2 separate regions of the Macaca mulatta genome follow, and region 1 is linked to region 2. Evidence: chromatin contacts called from public Hi-C data. All regions are on one chromosome and are shown on one strand. The core of a region is the stretch at or near the end of the contact, and the rest is flanking DNA. Distances in the headings are between cores, read along the strand shown. Region 1 holds the start of OSM (oncostatin M). Region 2 holds the start of RNF215 (ring finger protein 215).

The links. A called contact is a pair of places that touch in the nucleus more often than the background predicts.
Region 1: a Hi-C map of fetal cortex germinal zone shows a contact between it and region 2, with 2.2 times the contacts expected there. The contact joins the promoter of OSM here to the promoter of RNF215 in region 2. A contact is called at or near these places in 5 of 14 Hi-C or Micro-C datasets (CD4 T cells, blood, fetal cortex germinal zone and 2 more).

What each region holds. Positions count from the first base shown.
Region 1 is chr10:21,276,720-21,281,081 of T2T-MMU8v2.0, reverse strand. It overlaps OSM (oncostatin M), which reads right to left and starts at 1,746. Exons shown (of 3, transcript NM_001194474.3): 1 at 1,667-1,746; 2 at 1-47. The coding sequence starts at 1,700.
Region 2 is chr10:21,157,793-21,162,025 of T2T-MMU8v2.0, reverse strand. RNF215 (ring finger protein 215) reads right to left here and starts at 2,059. Exons shown (of 9, transcript XR_013399340.1): 1 at 1,666-2,059; 2 at 1,254-1,397; 3 at 704-775; 4 at 538-623. It overlaps LOC144331820, which reads right to left. Exons shown (of 3, transcript XM_077950075.1): 3 at 2,037-2,320. The coding sequence ends at 2,173.

The sequences.
Region 1 (4,362 bases), core at 497-2,996, 120 kb before region 2:
AGCCGCCATGCTTGCCATGCTTGGAAACAGGAGTGCAAGGATCAGACCTAAGGCAGAGAAGAGGGGTGTCACCCAACTTGGCAAGGAAAGCCACAGATGGGAGCCTCGGGGAGGGGGTTGAAGAGGGCCTTGAAAGGTGCCTCCTTCATCCCGGACTTTGTGTAGTTGAGGCCGGGGGCTGGGCACTGTGTGGCATGGTGTGTGCACAGGTGTGCCCACCAAGGCCACCATCATCTCCCCAGTAAGTCGCTGCCCAGGGCCTGACACAGCAAGCAGTGGGAGGGACTGAGACAGTGGCTGCGATTTACCAAGTAGGTCTTTGAGCAAAGGCTGCAGCGCCCGACTGGATCCAATCCTGCCTACTGCACCGTTCTAACCTCGGGAGCTGACTCTCTGCAAGGTGGGACTGGCTCCCTGCAAGACCATTGGGCTAAGGACCGGCCACCAGCCTAGGACCCTGCCTTGTCAGCTGCTCTGGCCATCCAGGTAGATGGGCCTGAGAGGGCTTCAGGGCAGGCAGCCCGGGAGTGGCTTGTGCCCTCAGCTCTGTCTAGAACCAGGAGAGGCCGCCTTTTCAACCAGAGGCACAGCCTGGAACAGATGTGGGAGACCTTCCAGTCCATGTTCCCACTTTCCTGACAGGTAAACCAAGTCTCAGGAGAAGGTCCTGCACAGGTCATAAAGGCCAGGGCTCTCCCCTGACCTCTCATGCCTCCCTCCTCTCTCCATAAGTGGTTCCTTCTGTCAGACCCACCAGGGATGCTGTGAGCCTGTCAGAGGTGTTGGGGGTGGATACAGTTACCGCTCTCCACCACCCCCAACAGGGCACCAGCAGCCACGTGGTCGGAAGGGGCCTGTGGCGCAATGGCCCGGAAGGCAGTGACACCATCGTTCCCGTCCTAAGAACCATCCGGCCCTTTGGGGAAGACTGGCTGCTGGGGAGGGCCGAGGGGCCGGGCACCCAGGCGTAGCGACCCCAGGGCACTTTCGCCGCCTCCCCAGGTATCTGCTGCTGGGCTCTGGCAGGGGCCTGTGCGTGTGGCAGCGCACGTGGGACTAGGGTGTCTGTGTGGCTGTGCATCTGGGTCTGTGTGCAGCATGAGGGAGATCTGCTCCCTTCACCGTGGGGACTGTGGTCTGCATGTGGGGGTTCCTGGGCTGGTGAGATGCAGGGCTGTAGATGACGTCATATGGCTCTGTGTGCATGTGGCCATGTGGGTGTGGCTGTGCGTGCTGTGTGATTGTGTGGGCTCTGGGGCCCCCAGGGCCGGCTGACTTTCTATTCATCCGGGGCAAGCTGGAGGCCCCAAAATCCCTCCACACCTCACACCACTTCCCTGCCCAGCTTCTGAGCCTCCCTCTCCTGCCCAGCCTCTTCACCCATCCTCTTCTCTCACTCCCTGGTTCCCAGAGTTGCCTCTACATCTCGACATCACCTCCCCCTGGAAGCCTTCCAGGGATGCCCCTTCCCTACCTGTGGAGATGCCAGGTTCTCAGTGGACCGCTCTCTCTGCCTGACCTTCTGGCTTTCTCCCCTTCTCAGCATCCTTCTGCCTGGCGCCCGGCCTCCCCAGGTCCCAGAGGGCAGAGGGTGCCTCTGCTCCCCACCGGCGCCTGTGGACAGACCCAGCAGGCGGGTTCTGGCGGGGAGGAAGGAAGTACTTACTGAGCAGCGTCCTCCGTGTGAGCGGTACCCCCATGCTGGGTGCCCGTGCTCCGGCCCGTGCCCGCTGGGGGTGACACCTCTCGGCTGGGAGCCCTGCAGGCTGGCAGCCACTTTATGCCCGCTGGGGCGATTGGCCAACACCTCATGAGGTGGGTGGGGATGGGGAGGGGGGAGGGCAGGCCTTCTGGGAACATGACCCCAAAAACCAAAATTTCCACAGGCGGCCAATGGGCGCTGGGCGCGGTGTATGCCCGCTCCTCCTCCTGTTTTCTTCGAATTCGTTCTTCGAGGTCAGCCCTACGCCCAAGGATGATGTAAACCGCAGCCTCAGCCTTCCTGGGGTGAACAGGGAGGAAGAGGGTCCATGCCATCTTCGGGGAACTGGGCCAGGGATGGGCAGGAGGGACTTCAAGTTGGGCCCCTGGAGGCCCCAGGCCAGTCTCGGCCCAGGAGCCATTGGCCTCGCAGGACATGGTGGTTGGGGGCTGAGGGGGGCGAGACGTCTTCCTTCTTGAGTGCCCTTCCTGCCCTCTCGCCGGGGCTGTTGAGACATCTGCGAGCGGAAACCACCGGGCTCTGGGCACAGAGCCAGACGCAGGCTGGCAGCCCCGAGATTGTGGTTCAGGCCCCAGGACCAGCATCCCCCAGCCCAGCTCCTGACCGTCTCCTTTGCCCCGTTGTGCACCCTCTGCCAGGCCCACTCCCCAAAGCCAGGCCCTGTCTCTGTAGACAGGCTCCACGGGGGAGAACTGGACACTTGGAGCAAGAGAAACAGGAGGCCAGCATTCAAGCCTGCTGAGGTGCTGCATGACCTGAGGCAAGTCACGTAACCTCTCTGGGCCTCAGAGACCCCCAACTATAAAATGAGGAGAAAAGTCTTTCCCAGCCCCCCTCACATGGTTGCTGCCATCATGGACATAAAAGGAAAAGACCTTTGAAGGAAAAAGCAAAGATGAAGGTCTGATTCCAAGTATTAGCTGTCAAGGGGGCGGGATGGGGGAAGGAGAAGATGGGGAAGCTGTGAGCTCAGAGGGGAAGCCGGGAGGGGGAGTTACCGCCTTGACGGTTGGGGACCAGGTTTCACTTTCTCTGAAAGATAGTGATCTTAGGCTGGTCCTCTGCGAAAGGGCCCTGGGAACAGCGCCTCTCTAGTCAAGTTGCGACTTTACTGTGGGGTAAACTGAGGCCCAGGTGAAGGCAGACAAGGAGGCCAAGAGGCCGGCCCAGGCCTATAGACCCTGCCTGGTGGTTTCAGTACATCTCCCAGGCCCAGAGGAGGGTCCTTGGCCTGCACCCTAAGGAACCCCGGGTGGGAGGAGGCCCTCAGGAGTCTGGGGAGTCATGGTGGGACCCCTGGAGGCTGCCAGGGAGGCCTGAGCTGCTCCAGCTGGAGGGAGCATGGGGTCTGGGGCACCTGAGCAAGGAGAGCCGGGGCAGCCAGAAAGGAGGAGGTTGGATGCACCCCTGTCCATGCCTGCTCCCGATGCCCAGTGTGACCGCCAAGGCTGTTGCCATCCATTCTCCCCATCACTCATTCATTCATTCGACAAGCCTTTATTTGGTTCCAGGCTGCACCAGCCACTCCCAGGTCTGAGGATGACGTAGTAGAGGCAAAAATAGGCGACCCCACTCCCAGGAGGCTGCTCTTCAGCCCCTACCCACTCCTGGGAACCCAGGCTGGGACTCACCACACCAGGCCTCATAACTCCCCCTCGCCACCCCCAGGGGCCAGTTCTGGATTCTCATCCTGAGAATGTCGCTTCCGCTAAAGTCCTCATCTCCATGCCCACCCCCACAATGCCGTTTCCTGGGGCCACGCCAAGAGGGGATCCTTCTGCATTTCACATCTCTGATCTCATCTTTTTTTCTCTTTTTTAAATGCAGGATCTTGCTCTGTCACCCAGGCTGGAGTGCAGTGGCGCTGTCGTAGCTCACTGTGGCCTCCAGTTCCTAAGCTGAAGCAAGGCTCCCTGCCTCGGTCTCCTGAGTAGCTGAGACCACAGGCATGCGTCACTGTGCCCAGCTAATTTTTTTATTTTTTTGTAGAGACGGGGTCTCGCTATGTTGCCCAGACTGATATAAACTCCTGGGTTTAAATGATCCTCCTGCCTTGGTCTCCCAAAGTGCTGGGATTACAAGTATGAGCCACAGCACCCAGCCACCAATCTCATCCTGCAACAGCCACGGGAGAGAGAGCTGCTGGGCAGAAACGCCTCAGCTCACTTCAGTGAGGAGCCCGAAGCTCTGAGAAGTTTAGGGACTGGCTCAAGGAAGGAGCGCCAGATCTGAGCAGAGGGCTCCAGGGCATTCTCAGCTACGGCTGAACGACCGCTATGCTTGGCGAGAAACAGCCACATGCCTTTATCTTATTCTATCCCCACTTTGGTCCTGGGAAGCCGTGCTGTCTCCTCATGGCACAGACAGAGGAGGTTGCTTTGTCTGAGGTCACCTACAAACTGTTAAGAGGAGAGGGGCATTTGACCAGGCATGGTGGCTCATGCCTGTAATCCCAGCACTTTGGGAGGCCAAGGCAGGTGGATCATTTGAGCCCAGGACTTCGAGACTGTGTCTTTACAGAAAATTTAAAAATAAATTATCGGCACATCGTGGTGCATACCTGAAGTCCCAGCTACTAGGGAGGTGGAGGCAGGAGGATCACTTGAGCTCCGAAGGTTGAGGCTGCAGTGAGCCATGAT
Region 2 (4,233 bases), core at 810-3,309:
GAGCTGAGATCGCGCCACCGCACTCCAGCCTGGGCAACAGAGCGAGACTTCATCTCAAAAAAAAAAAAAAAAAGAGCTAACAGTTAGGCCGGGCCCTACCAGGCCCAGTCACAGCGGCAGCAGGGGCAGCAGCAGCAGTAGTGGCAACGGGGGCTCACGCCTGTAATCCCAGCACTTTGGGAGGCCGAGGCAGGTGGACCTGAGGTCAGGTGTTTAAGACCAGCCTGGTCAACGTGGTGAAACCCTGTCCCTACTAAAAATACAAAAAAGTAGCTGGGTGTGGTGACACATGACTCTGATCCTAGCTACTTGAGAGGCTAAGGCAGGAGAATCACTTGAACCTGGAAAGCAGAGGTTCCAGTGAGCCGAGATTGCACCATTGCACTCCAGCCTGGGCAACAAGAGTGATACTCCATCTCAAAAAAAAAAAAAAAGGCTAACAGGTAAGACCCTGGTCCCAAGCCCCCTCAGCCCATGGGAGAGCCAGGGGCTCTCTGTACCCAGGGTCAGTCCTTTGAAGTCTAAATGCCAACTCACTGCAGCAGTGCATCCAACAGCTTGGTGACATTGGAGGAATAATGGAGGACGATCACTGGCCTAAGCAGAAGCTGGGATATGTCCAGCTGCAGGGAGACAAGGAAGTCAGCAGGCCTGGGTCTCCCTTTCCCCAGCTTGCTTACCCTCACCGCCTGGTCTGATTTACCTCTCGGACCACGTTGTGGTTCAGGATGAGGAGAAGCAGGGCAGAGGCTCCCAGGAAGAGGGCCCGCCGCATCTGCAGAGGGATAGAAGGCAAGAGGCTAACATATACCCTGCCTGCACACCTGTCTCACCACCTGCAGCCCCAGCTGCTCTTAGTTCCTGGCCCTGCAGTGAGCAAAACTCTGGACAGACTAGCCATAAGCTCCTGGAAGTCAAAGGTGGAAACTGCTTCCTTCCTCCTGCCTCCCTTCCAGAGGCGCTGTGCCTTCCCGGGTCCTAGCAGGGCAGTCCCCACAGTGGCTGCTAGCAGCAGCTCCCCCCGCATCCCATACTCTCAGAGCTTGGTCAAGCTTCCCAACCTCTCTCTGGCCTCTTCTCACCTCCCTGCTTCGGAGCCGTACTGACTCCATTCTTCAAACTGGGGTGCCGTGACCCACCCAGGCCTAGAGCTTCTCTGCAAGCTCTTAAGGGCCCATCTAAGGAGGGCCTGGCTCTAGCAGATGCCTTGGAATCCCTTCCTCCAGCCCCTCCCCCCTAGACATCCCCTGCACCTGCTGGACCAGGGCCTTGGGATAGGCCTGCGGGCCACTGCCCTTATTCTCCTGGTGGAACTGGGCCACCTGCTCCTTGCCCACGTATGCCACTGCAATCCAGCCTTCCACCGGCGCCTCCTGCTCGGCATCCACGATGTCCATCTGTGTGGCAAGGGGCCATGAGCAGCGGGAGGCAGGGTGTTGGGGAGGAGGGAGCCGGGGTCATCACAGTGGATGCAAGGCCAGAGTTCGGAGAGCATCTGGCTCTCAGGTTTGGGAAGCCTGAATGCTGGGTGCCTGGGGAGCCTGGGGAGGGGCGCTGGACTGTCAGGGCTTGGTGGAGGATGAACGTCGCTTCTGGGTGCGGGGTCTCTAGGGAGGGTTGGGAGAGGGGTTTAGTGATGCGGCCAGAAGGCTCAGCAGCGCTCACCAGCAGCAGGCGACCGCCCAGCAGGGGCGCCGGGTCGGCTTCCGAGCCGATCCTGACGCCCTCCAGGACCAGAGCGTCCTGGCGCGGCAGTCTCACGTCCACCCGCACGGCGCGGGCTCCGCCCCGCCCCGCCCCGGCCGCCGGCTCGCTGCCGTCCGCCGCGGCCCCGGGCCCCGCCAGGCCCAGCCACAGCGGCAGCAGGGGCAGCAGCAGCAGCAGCGGCGACGGGGGCGGCGGCGGAGGCGGCGGCGGCGGCGATCTCAGCGCGGGGCGAGCGGCAGGGCCCATGGCCCGACCCGACGAGTTGGCGCAACAGTGGGGCCGGGGGTCCCGGGCGCGGGGGGATCGGAGGGAGAGAGGCCGCTGCCGGACGGGGCGGGGAGCCGGGAGGGGCGGGGCCGCGGCCGGACGGGGAGGGGCACCAGGAGGAACGGGGTGGGCGCTTGGCGTCTCCCGCGCCCAGACTTGGCCGCGGGCGCCCCCTGGTGGCCGCGGAGAGCTTAGGCGCTAGCGGCCGAGGGTGCTGGAGAGGGGCGGAACCGGGATCGCAGCAGGAAGGCGGGAAGTCAGAGAGAGGAGGTTCTCGCAGCCAGCGGGGTGTTCCGGCGGCGGACGCGTCAGCGGGGCAGACAGGAAAATAGTTGAAAAGGGCGACCTGGGGGAGCAGAGACACGATCAGAGCCCGAGAAGGGCAGGAGCAAGGGATGTCTAAGGGACCTGGTGGCAGGCCCTTATTCTGCGGCAGCCCCACTGACCCACGGGGTGGCCAGGGCCAAGTCACGTCCCTCTCTTCCCCGGTCCTCCCTGTCTCGACCCCACTAAACAGCAGGAGGCAGAGAACCAGAGACTGGCATGGGAAGCCGACGGGGGAGATGAAGGGGCAGGGGAAAGGGGCTGGGGGCCAAGGCAAGATGAAGCAGGCAGGGACCCAGTGCCTCAGTAGGACTGAGAGGCTGGGTCACTTCCCTCATCTGTGAAATGGGCACCATAGGCCGGGCGCGGTGGCTAACACCTGTAATCCCAGCACTTTGGGAGGCCGAGGTAGGCAGATCACCTGAGGTCGGGAGTTCGAGACCAGCCTGATCAACATGGAGAAACGCCCCCATCTCTACTAAAAATACAAAATCAGCCGGGCGTGGTGGTGCATGCCTCTAATCCCAGCTATTCAGAAGGCTGAAGCAAGAGAATCGCTTGAACCCGGGAGGGGGAGTTGCGGCGCCATTGAACTCCAGCCTGGGCAACAAGAGTGAAACTCCGTCTCAACATACATACATACATACGTACATACATACATACACATATACATACATACATAAGGACCGTGTAAAATCAACCCTGCCTCACCCCCAGCAAATAACTCAAATGTCTACTGGAATGTGGAAGTCCCACTACTGTCCTAACTACTAACTACTGTCCTAACTACTAACTACTGTCCCACTATTGTCCGTTTCTCCAAGGGTTGGGGCTGCTGGGAGCTGGCTCAATCTGAAACCTGAGCCTTTAAAAATTGTATGGTGGGCCAGGTGCGGTGGCTCACGCCTGTAATCCCAGCACTTTGGGAGGCCAAGGTGGGTGGATCACGGGATCAGGAGATTGAGACCATCCTGACTAATAAGGCGAAACCCCGTCTCTACTAAAAATACAAAAAATTAGCCGGGTATGGTGGGGGGCACCTGTAGTCCCAGCTACTCGGGAGGCTGAGGCATGAACCCGGGAGGTGGAGCTTGCAGTGAGCTGAGTTGGTGCCACTGCACTCCAGCCCGGGCAACAGAGCGAGACTGTCTCAAAAAAAAAAAAAAAAAAAAAATTGTATGGTGATATAAGGGCAAGGGTCAGATGAGCCACAACCTCTTTTTTCTCCAGAAATATTGAAATAATTTTACAGTGAACACCTGTATGAACACTGATATGGGATGACCAAGTTGCTCCTGAAGAAGCGTGAGATGGGAATATATGACAGCCCCCGATATCGGCCTAAAGACAGACAAATGGAACATGAAATAGGCCAGAAACTGACCCACACATCTAAAGATGCTGTACGTCAGAGGAAGCACTGTGTTTGTGGAGATAGAAGGAGGCAGTATCATGGACTGTTTGGTAAATTGTGCTAAGAAATTCAATTAGCCATTAGGAAAAGAAATGAAATTAGACCCCTATTACATACACATCATATACAAAATATGAATTCCATATAGATTAAAGACATAAATAAGAAAAGTAAAAGTTTAAGCATCAAAAAATTATTTATGTATTTGTTTATTTTTGATACAGGGTCTCTCTCTGTCGTCCAGGCTGGAGTGCAGTGGTGCCATCTCAGCTCATTGCAACCTCCACCTCCCAGGGTCAAGGGATTCTCCCTCCTCAGCCGCCAAAGTAGCTGAGACCACAGGGGTGTGCCACTATACCCAGCTAATTCTTTTTTTTTTTTTTTTTTTTTTGTAGAGACAGGGTTTCGCCATGTTGCCCAGGCTGGTCTCGAACTCCTGGACTCAAGGTATCTGCCTGCCTCAGCCTTCCAAAGTGCTGGGATTATAGGCATTAGCCACTGCACGTAGCTAGATTCTCTGT